Regions from separate parts of the Ovis aries genome. Here region 2 is linked to region 1. The links are chromatin contacts, called in public Hi-C maps. All regions are on one chromosome and are shown on one strand. Each heading gives the region's core, a stretch centred on a gene start, on an enhancer-like site or on the middle of the called end of the contact. The rest is flanking DNA. Distances are from core to core; before and after follow the strand shown.

What was found. A called contact is a pair of places that touch in the nucleus more often than the background predicts.
Region 2: a Hi-C map of muscle shows a contact between it and region 1, with 6 times the contacts expected there. The contact joins two enhancer-like sites. A contact is called at or near these places in 4 of 16 Hi-C or Micro-C datasets (hypothalamus, muscle, skin fibroblasts and 1 more).

What each region holds. Positions count from the first base shown.
Region 1 is chr23:57,968,557-57,973,173 of ARS-UI_Ramb_v3.0, reverse strand. ALPK2 (alpha kinase 2) reads left to right here. Exons shown (of 13, transcript XM_027960856.2): 6 at 4,257-4,404. Among named protein-coding and RNA genes, the nearest start is that of ALPK2, 110 kb to the left of the region's middle. Within about 2 kb of position 2,248, at least 1 of the 54 cell types and tissues checked has an H3K27ac peak or open chromatin away from gene starts, as enhancers often do. A contact at or near this core is called in muscle, where this site is marked.
Region 2 is chr23:58,437,851-58,442,467 of ARS-UI_Ramb_v3.0, reverse strand. It overlaps LOC101116529 (O-acyltransferase like protein-like), which reads right to left. Exons shown (of 15, transcript XM_042239132.2): 11 at 2,636-2,749; 12 at 822-954. Among named protein-coding and RNA genes, the nearest start is that of SEC11C, 47 kb to the left of the region's middle. Within about 2 kb of position 2,552, at least 29 of the 54 cell types and tissues checked have an H3K27ac peak or open chromatin away from gene starts, as enhancers often do. A contact at or near this core is called in muscle, where this site is marked.

The DNA.
Region 1 (4,617 bases), core at 999-3,498:
GGACCCTGATCACCCAAGTCCAGGTCTCTAAAAGAATAGTTACATCTGAACCCAGTTACAGGCGACAACACGTGCTGTAATTTTTTTCATCTATTTTTGGCTGGGCGAGGTCTCCGCTGCGAGAACTCTTCTCTAGCTTGGAGCTCGGGCTGCTCGGTGCGGCGGCTTCTCGTGTTGCGGAGTGCAGGCGTCAGTAGCTGCGGCACACGGGCTTAGCTGCTCCGTGGCATCTTCCTGGACCAGGGATTGAACCTGTGTCTCCTGCATTGGCAGGCGATAATCTTTACCACTGAGCCACCAGAGAAGCCAAACGCCGGAGTTTTGGTGAGAGGGAGGGAAAAGCTTTATTTGGAAAGGAGATTGACAAGGCCAGTTTTAAGCGATGGAGTGGTTCTGGTGTAGAGTGCACTCTGTATCTTGCGCTTGCAGCTCTTCACCGTGCTCACTTCCAGAGGCAGGGCAGGGCAAAAGGTGGACAAGATGGCTGGGCTGCCCGTGGCCGGGAGGCTCTGTCCTCCGGGACGGGTAGCTTGGGCGGAACCTGTCGCGGCCCTGTGAGAAGAAATCTTTAGTGCATAGCGAGTGGCTGTATACTTTCTGCCCGTTATAATGTTACTTCAAATAAGATTAAAAATTCAAAACATCAACCAGTGCAGCTAACTGGTATAATTAGACCACGTGCCAAACAAGATTTACAAAACATTTAGGTACAATCCGGGAGTCTGTAACCATCTTTTCTGTTAAAAGTGGCATGGGTTTTCTTTCAAGTTTAAGTATAAAATTTCTTTTCATCTCACCCTGCCCTTTTCGTCTGAAGTCCCCAGGGTCTCTGTTTCAAGTTTCAGACTCCTGGGGGCTCAGAGTCCTGGTAACTGCAGTCAGCTTTGCTTTGCTTGGGGGAATCGCATCAACGCCAAACTGCATCCCATAACCCAAGATTGCAGCCACCTCTTTCCAAGCTCTTTCCCACACAACCTGGTAAAAGAAGAGATGGTGGTGACGTAACACGCCAGCCCTGGACTGGGGCACAACGCTGCAGCCCTCTAACGCCAGGGAGAGGCTCCTTAGCGGAGACCTCACTCCCCATTCGTGTCAGAGGGGCCCGCAGCCTCGGCTGCAGAAAGGGACCACACATGAAATGACTTCCCGAAGAGGTATCCAACCGTATTCTAGTGATATGTTTCAAAACATTTAAATAGAGTGGAACTGTGCTTTAAAGAATAGAGTGGTTTCAGCCCAGAGGCGGTGGGGGTGGGAGTCACGTTTGGAACTGTTGTCCGTCTCCGCGGGAGAGAGGACCGACCAGGTGCTGTCGGAGGGTTTGATCTGGAGCTGCTCGACCTCCCCAGGGGCGAAGGGCTGCAGCCCCGGGAAGCCCCTCCCTTGGGGGCAGGGAGGCGGTGTTGGGTGTGAGGGATGACTTGGATGACTGAAAGGACAAACTGAGTAAACTTTGATACTCAAAGCTTAGTACAGCCAAAGCTTTATCATCACCAGGGGACTTCTCAATCCTTTGCCCTCAACCCTTGGCCAGGATATACACAGAAGATAAACCCAGCTTCCCTCTTGGGCCTCATTTCAGCTCCTTCATCTGTTTTTTCCCCCTACCCATCCCACACAAAAGGGGGCCCTCTCCCAAAGCCCCGTGGCTGCCTGATCGAGCCTCTCTCTCCTTGACCCTCATTCAGCTCAGCCGGCCACATTATGCCTTGCCCTGAATCCCCCATCCCGGTTTCTGTCTTCAGAACCCACAGCCGGCTGTGGACAGGGCTGGCAGACTTAGGAACACTTAGGTGTCAGGAAATCCACCATGAAGGGTCCTGGAGGAAATGCGTCCCAAGTGGGGTGACGGGTGTGGTCAAGACCCTGGACCAAGATCTTGACAGTGGGGGTCAGGGCACCTGTGAGATGGGTTTTGTCATCTGTAGGACTCGGTATAGCTCATCTTTCTCCCGTAATATCGTTAGTGCCTGGAGATACTCTCTAACTGAAGAATTCATTACCTGAGCATCCCATATTAGTTCCTGGGAAGAAAAATTAGCTTGGCTATGTAATGTGTATTTAAAAGCTTATCTGTAGCCAAGAGGGGAGGCACACTGAAGATTTCACAGCAGTGGGATCTGAGGCAACGGAGAAACCACCTCCGTGTTGATGACTTCTGGCTGTGGATTATATAGCACAACCACGGCTGTGTAATTGTGGAACTTGGTGCGTAATAGATCACCCCTGACACGTCCAGTAACCTCACTGCCTGCCCTGTTCTGACCACTTGGTGTTAGCCATCCTCCTCTGGTCTATGCTGCTGCCCAGTGGCTACCCTGAGTAATTACACACTCACCCGGTGTGCCAAGCTCTCCTCCCTGGTTTGGTTTTCTTCAAGATCACAATTTCCTGAGAGGGATGGATATTTATTAATACACATTGTCGTGGCTAAGTCGTGTATCTGATTCCGCGATCCCATGGTCTGTAACCCACCAGGCTCCTCTCTCCTTGGGATTTCCCAGGCAAGAATACTGGAATGGGTTGCCGTTTCCTTCTCCAGGGGATCTCCCCCACCCGGGGATTAAACTCGTGTCTCCTGCATTGGCAGGTGGATTCTTTACTGCTGAGCTATCAGGAAAGCCCGTTAACATTCCTACTCCTGTTATAATTTCTAAAAAATAAGGATTATAAGTTCACTACTAAAAACAGTGTCAGCAAAAAAATAGAATATCAAGTCTATCTTGAATGAATTAGATAATCTACCTTTAGACACATGATCATCCGTGATTTTAAAAGGTGACATTCAAAGAACACTGAATGTCACCTAACCCTTGGCAGTTGTTTCTGTATTGCTCCTATTTGATTCAGGTAGACAGTTCTGCTGCTAATTGATAGCAGGCATCACTGAAATCCATTAGGATATCTTCAGCAAAGACAACTGTGATCAAAGAGCAAGATGGATGAATGTTCAACAAATAACTTAGTTTTTTTAAAATACTTACCTGGCTGTGTTGGGTCTTAGTTGCACCATGTGGACGCCTGCTTGTGTCACGCAGGGATCTTTTCGTTGTGGTACGTGATGCACTAACTGTGGCTCGAGGGCCCAGTTGCCCCTCAGCATGTGGGGTCCTCCCGGACCAGGGATCGAACCTGTGTCTCCTGCATTGGTAGGCTTGATTCCTAACCACTGGACCCCCAGGGAAGACCCCAGCAAATAACTTATTGTTGAGATGCCTTTTGTGCCTGGCGCTTAGCCATGCTGCTTGGCTGGTCCAGGTTTCATCCTCCTCCCTAATCCCCAGCTCTGACGTTGACCCTGGTTGTCATCTCTCAGCATCTTAGTCTGGCCAGGTTCTGTACGCTAGGTGTCAACAGCCGTCCTTCCCATCCTTATTTTTAATCTCAAGTTCTTTTTCACCTTGTGCATTGCAGAGCTCAAGGAATTTTAGGTAGCAAAAAGTGGGACTTTTTTTTTTTTTTTTAAGAGCTCATATCCAAATTATACTAGCTGTCTTTAATAAATTTATAAAACCAGAAACTTGACAAATTAAGAGGTTGAGGAACCTTCAAACAAAGCCAAGGGTCTTTTAGCATGCGTTTAGTGGTAAATAGATGCTACAATTGCTTCATCTTTTTCTAAGAGCAGAGAAGAAATTTTCAAAATGGAGTCTTCATTGCTTCCTTAGACATTAGGGCTTACACGATTTCTCCCAAACTAGAAGCAACACTGTTTAAAAGGTGGCACACATCAAAATTAGAAACAAAATCCTAATGATCACAGAAGAGTCACTTTCTGTTTTATATTAGATGTATTTGAGAGAGCAGTGTTTGATAGGCAGCCATTCCACATTGCCTGACAGGATTAACTACACCAAGACCTTCTCAAAATTGGAAAGCATGCTTATCGCTCCTTAACACTTTCAAAGCAAATTCCGTGTCTGCTCTGAGCATGCCAAGGTGTTTGTGAGTGTTAGTCACTCAGTCCTGTCCGACTCTTTGCGACCCCATGGACTGTAGCCCGTCAGGCTCCTCTGTCCACGGGATTGGGGGGGCTGAAAAGGGAGTTTCCTATTAGACTGACCTGTTCATTTCCTATCTGTTTAGGAAAGTGACATCTCCCTTCAGACACTAGGTCTCCTCAATTAATGGAGGATAATAATAGTGATCTGTCTCTTGGCTTTGTTGAGAGAATTAAATGTGATAAAGCAGGAAAGTCTAAAAGCTCGTCTGCACTTCTCGTAAGAACACCGACCTACCAGTTTTCTCCATTCCAGCTCCAGTATTACTGAAAAAGATCCAAGCTGAGATGTCCCCTGACCACTCTGGAAATGTAAAATTGAGCTGCCAGTTTGCAGAGATTCATGAAGATTCTACCATCTCATGGACGAAAGATTCAAGATCGATAGCCCAAGTGCAGAGAAGGTGTGTTATCCGCCCTGGCTACTTTTCAGTTTATTTCACAACGTGGTTCTAAAAGAAAACAGTAAATCATAGGAAAGGAAGGAAGGTCAAAGCAGAAACTCCACACCCACAGTGTCTAAGAAGAGAGACAGGGAAGAGCAGAGGGCTCTCTCCCTGCCTCAGCCATGAACCCCTTTCATCCTCTAGAAGCAGGGAAACCTGTCAATCATCTTC
Region 2 (4,617 bases), core at 1,303-3,802, 470 kb before region 1:
TGGCGTGTTGGGGTCCATGGAGTCGCAGAGTCAGACACGACTGAGCGGCTGAACTGAACTGAGGCTAAGGTAGTGCTTTAGATAGACTGCCCTGAGGGTGGATTTGAGATCAGACTAGAGGCAAGAAAACTAGTGAAGAAGTCCAGCTAAGAGATGAGACGGGCTTGAACAAGGTGAGGGGCAAAGGCCACGAGAGGACAGTAGGAAAAACAGCCCCGGGGGTGGGTGACCGGACGGGGAGGGAGGGCGACAGGCAGGAGGCATCCAAGATGAACCCAGGTTTCTGGCTTGACCTATGACCTTGGATGGTGAACTAGACTGATTACCCACAGGGAAGTAACCCCATCTGGAAGGTAAAGTGACAGCTTTCTAAATACCGCACAACCTGATTCCCAGATGGAACCATCAAATCTGACCAAGAATCTTATTTGTAGAAGCCAAAGAGCTTTTGCTGTTAAAGAAAATCCAGCCTACATCACCATGACCTTCCAGAAGAGTGGCTTGCCCTTGCCATCTCACCGGGTATGTTTTCCCACATCAGAAGTTTCTCTGGGTCTGTACCAAGGCTCCAATGGGTGGGACCCGGCTGGGTGCTGGATCTGGGGCTTTCTAAGGGGAGCTCAGTGAAGAAAGCAGAGAATCAGGGAAGAAGACAAAGTTCCTCTTATTCTCTGGCATCAAGAGCCGTTGCTGACACACCACAGCACAGTCAAGTACCCGAAAGTCTGCCTCCTGCCCAGGGCTTTGGAAGAGCCTGGCCAAGGGCAGTCTGACCCCAGGTGAACCTGGTTCCTACAGCGCGGCATGGGGAAGCCACGTACCTTGGTTCTGAGGACGTTTGCCTGGTGGTCTGGGTGCATGAAAACGCTCAGTAAGAGGCCCACGAGGAACGGCCCGTACCGACAGTAGGGCTTCGTGTAGTACTCCAGGAAGTACCGTCTGGCTGCCTCTTCCCTGAAAAACACGAGGACGTGAGGCCAAAGGCTGCATCTCATCTGGACATCTCTCAGACGTACACTGGGGCAATCAGCAAAGCCAGACGCTGGGAGTACAGGAGTTCACGTCTTCGGTGATGGTCTGCAGACAGCACCCTCACGATCCTGCCTTGGGCCACGCTGGTTTCTCAAATTCCAAACTCCCTTGGGGCCCTCCAACCTGGGACCCAAGGAAATGTGATGACTGCCTTCTTTTAAAATAGCTGTTTCCAGTGGCTGGCATGTCAGGATAGCTCTAAAAACATGGTTCCCAGAAGTAGACCCCTTCTTAAAGACGTGAACCTCTTCGTGGAAGCTCTCACAAAATTGGGTGGCTTGGGCCCCAGCCCTGGAGACTCACATTCAGTTGGCCCAGGGTGGTGCTTGCTGGAAGCATCGGTGAGATGTCAATCCCCACCCCCATCCCACCGCCCCCAACCCACAGGTGACTCTCATTTGCGTCTGGGGTTGAGAACCACAGGCAAAGCAGGAGCCAGCCTCCTTCTCGGCCACCCGGCTGTGCGCACAGAAGCTGATGACGTGATGGGAAGGGCATGGCACCTCTCCGGTCTAAAAGCCTGGGGTGTGCTCACTCAGCCACTCATCTGTTCCACTCACAGTGCATTCTGGGCACTTTTTCTTTTCTTTTTGGCCATCCTGTGCGGTATGTGGGATCTGAGTTCCCCGACCAGGGATCAAACCCTTGCCCCCTGCAGTGGAAGCATGGAGTCCCACCCACTGGACTGCCAGGGAAGTCAGTCCCTTGAGCACTTCTGCGCCTCGCATGGCTCTGGGCTAGTTCACCCTGGGAGGTCCGTGAAGGCTGCTCTGAGACATGTACAGACGCCTGTAGGGAGTGGAGGAGCTCGCCTAGCCCAGATCTGGATTCCAGAGGAACAGCGTTCTCGTGTGAGGGAGCAGCAAGTTCGAGGGCCCTGAGGAGGGAGCCTGTTGGTTGTGTGGAGGGAAGGAGGCTGCTGAGACTGGTCCAGAGTCAGCGGGTGGGGGAGAGACAGACGAGGCCAGACAGGGATTCTGCCCTGAGAACAATGGGAGGATTGAGCAGATGACTGACAGCATCCGGTTTCCACCTGCATCAGCCTGACTGCTGCACGGAGAACAGATGAGCGGGAAATCTCACCGGTTTTTCCTGCAGAAGACTCAGGTGGTACTGAGAAAGAACTGCTACACATACCCTGTTGGAAAGGCAAACTAGCGCAGTGGTAAGGTCCTAGGTTCAGCTCACACCTGTGCCACTCACTAGGCATGTGACCTTGAAGGGGCAACCCCAACTTCGTTAAATTTCTGTTTCTCCATCCCTCAATAGAGCTTCCAAGCTGCAGTTCGCCACTGGAGGAGAAACGCCATACAGCCACGTGGGGGCACCCCTTTCCTCCCAGAAGCGTTTCAGTGGGCAAGAGTGAGCTCCCTGTGTTCAGAGCAGATCCCCAGCGCCAGCTGAAAAGAGTCAGAGGTTTGGAAACAAACACACAACGAACTTTCCCATCCAGGCCGAACAGTTCCCGCCCACATTTCCGCAGGAGCCTACGTGCACAGGGCTAAGAGCCTGGCATCCACTCAGCAGCCCTGCCTGGGAGGTCCTGGCCATCCTGAGGGGAGGTGAGGGACAGAGCTGGCGGGCTGGGAAGCGCGGCAGTTACCTGGCTTCTGACGGAGCTGCCACCGGAAGGTTGTGAGCCAGTGTGAGCAGAGCAGAGGCGGTGCAAGATGCCAGGAGCAGCGTGGCCCCGAGCAGGACGAGGGCACGCTGACTTCTGCAAAGAAGAGAGCACGTTCACTTTCCTTCTCACTCTGGGGCTACCGAAGGCTGGCAGACTTGGCAACCAGAGGTGCTTCCTGCCAGCCTGCCTTCGAGAGAGGCTGGCCTGGGGCCAAGTGTGTCCAGAGCTGGGCTGGAGTTAAAAAGCTTGAGTTACACTTCAGTGTCGAGCACTTATTAGCAGCCCAGTCCTGGGCAGTGAAATCCTTGCCTTAGAATAGCTTCATCTTCTGCTGAAATTTACCGTGATGAGACCGTGCTTGGGAAAGTCCCTTGCCACCCAGGAAGCACTAGAGGGACTGAAGTGGAGGGACGCCCTGGGGTCCACTGGCTAAGACTCCGTACTTCCACTGCAGTGGGCACGGGTTCCATCCCTGGTAGGGGAACTAAGATCCCACATGCCGCTAAGTGCGACAAAAAGAAAAATAAAAAGTAATAATAATAAAAAAAAATTAAGAAGTGGTGATTGATTCAGGAGAGAGATGATTGGCAGGCACAAGTGAGACACAGCAGAGGGGGACAGAGTAACAGGGGGACCCGGGGATCCTTCCCCCAATCCAAACGCAAATCTGACCAGTGTCAGGGTTCAGGTGGTTCATGTGGAGGTAAGAATGAGGGCAGGGGTGGGGAACAAGGAAGGCCAATGCAAGGCCCTATCACGGTGGTCAATGCTCAGTTCTTCCAGAATGTTCTGTGGAGCCTTCTGAAATGCACCTCAAAACTGTCCTAAGGGGGTGAAAGAAAGAAGCATTTTCCTACCATCTTCTAGCCCCTTGGGTCAAAGGTGGCCCCACAAAATTAATTCCTCCAAAATTTGGGACTCTGTACACAGGCTGAGAGGGTTCGGTTCTGAGGCAGGAAATGAGGTGTAGGGACAGAGGCTCAGGGTGAGACAGTATCTGGTTATATCTACTGGGAATCAGGAGGGTTAGGACCAGGAGGGTCTGCAGTGGAAGAAATGCCCAACACGGATGCCAGACCAACCAGGTACAACCCTGCCTTTGGCGATCCTAGTCCAGTGCTGAAGTTGCCATGGTTCCTCGTGAGGAGGAGATGAGATGCCATTCGCTTCACACCACAGTGACTTAGGGAGTGAATCAGCATCTAGAGCGCCAATTCTAGTTCAGTTTGTGCTCAGGAGCAGAAGAGGCGTCTTAGCTCAGTGGTGCAGTAATTGACTAGTAATGCCTGCCATGGATGAGTGTGAGCAGGGCGGGTACGGTAACCATGTTCTATATTTACCATGTCTTCTTTTTTTTGCTGAACCATGGCTCAGTGGTAAAGAACCCATCTGCCAATGCAGGAGATGTGAGCTCAATCTCTGAGTAGGGAAGATCCCCTGGAGAAGGAAATGGCAACCCACACCAGTATCCTTGCCTGGGAAATCCCATGGACAGAGGAGCCTGGTGGGGCTACAGTCTATGGGGTCGCCAAAGGACACAACTTAGCGACTGAACAACTACCACCGCCACCCCCAGGAAGCATGCAGGATCTTAGTTCCCTGACCGGGGATCGAACCCACACTTCCCGCAATGAACGAGCAGGTTCTTAACCACCGGCCACCAGGAAGTCCCAATTCATCACGCCTTTTGCAGACCCTCCAGTTCCATCCTCCCTGAATTACTAGAATTCTACACGAATGTGTTCTCTGAGGGGAAAACGCCCTACCTATTATACCCCTTCCATTTAGAGGCTAAACGCAGTAGCACAGTCACAGGCTTGGGCGGCACCGGTTTCCAGGTGAGGAACTGAGACCCTCTTCCCATGACGGCCCCTCAGAAAGATGCTGACCCCAGGGCCAGGCTGTCTCGGTCACAGGGACACTCAAGCAGGTTCCCAGCAGACCTAGAGTGCAGAGGTACT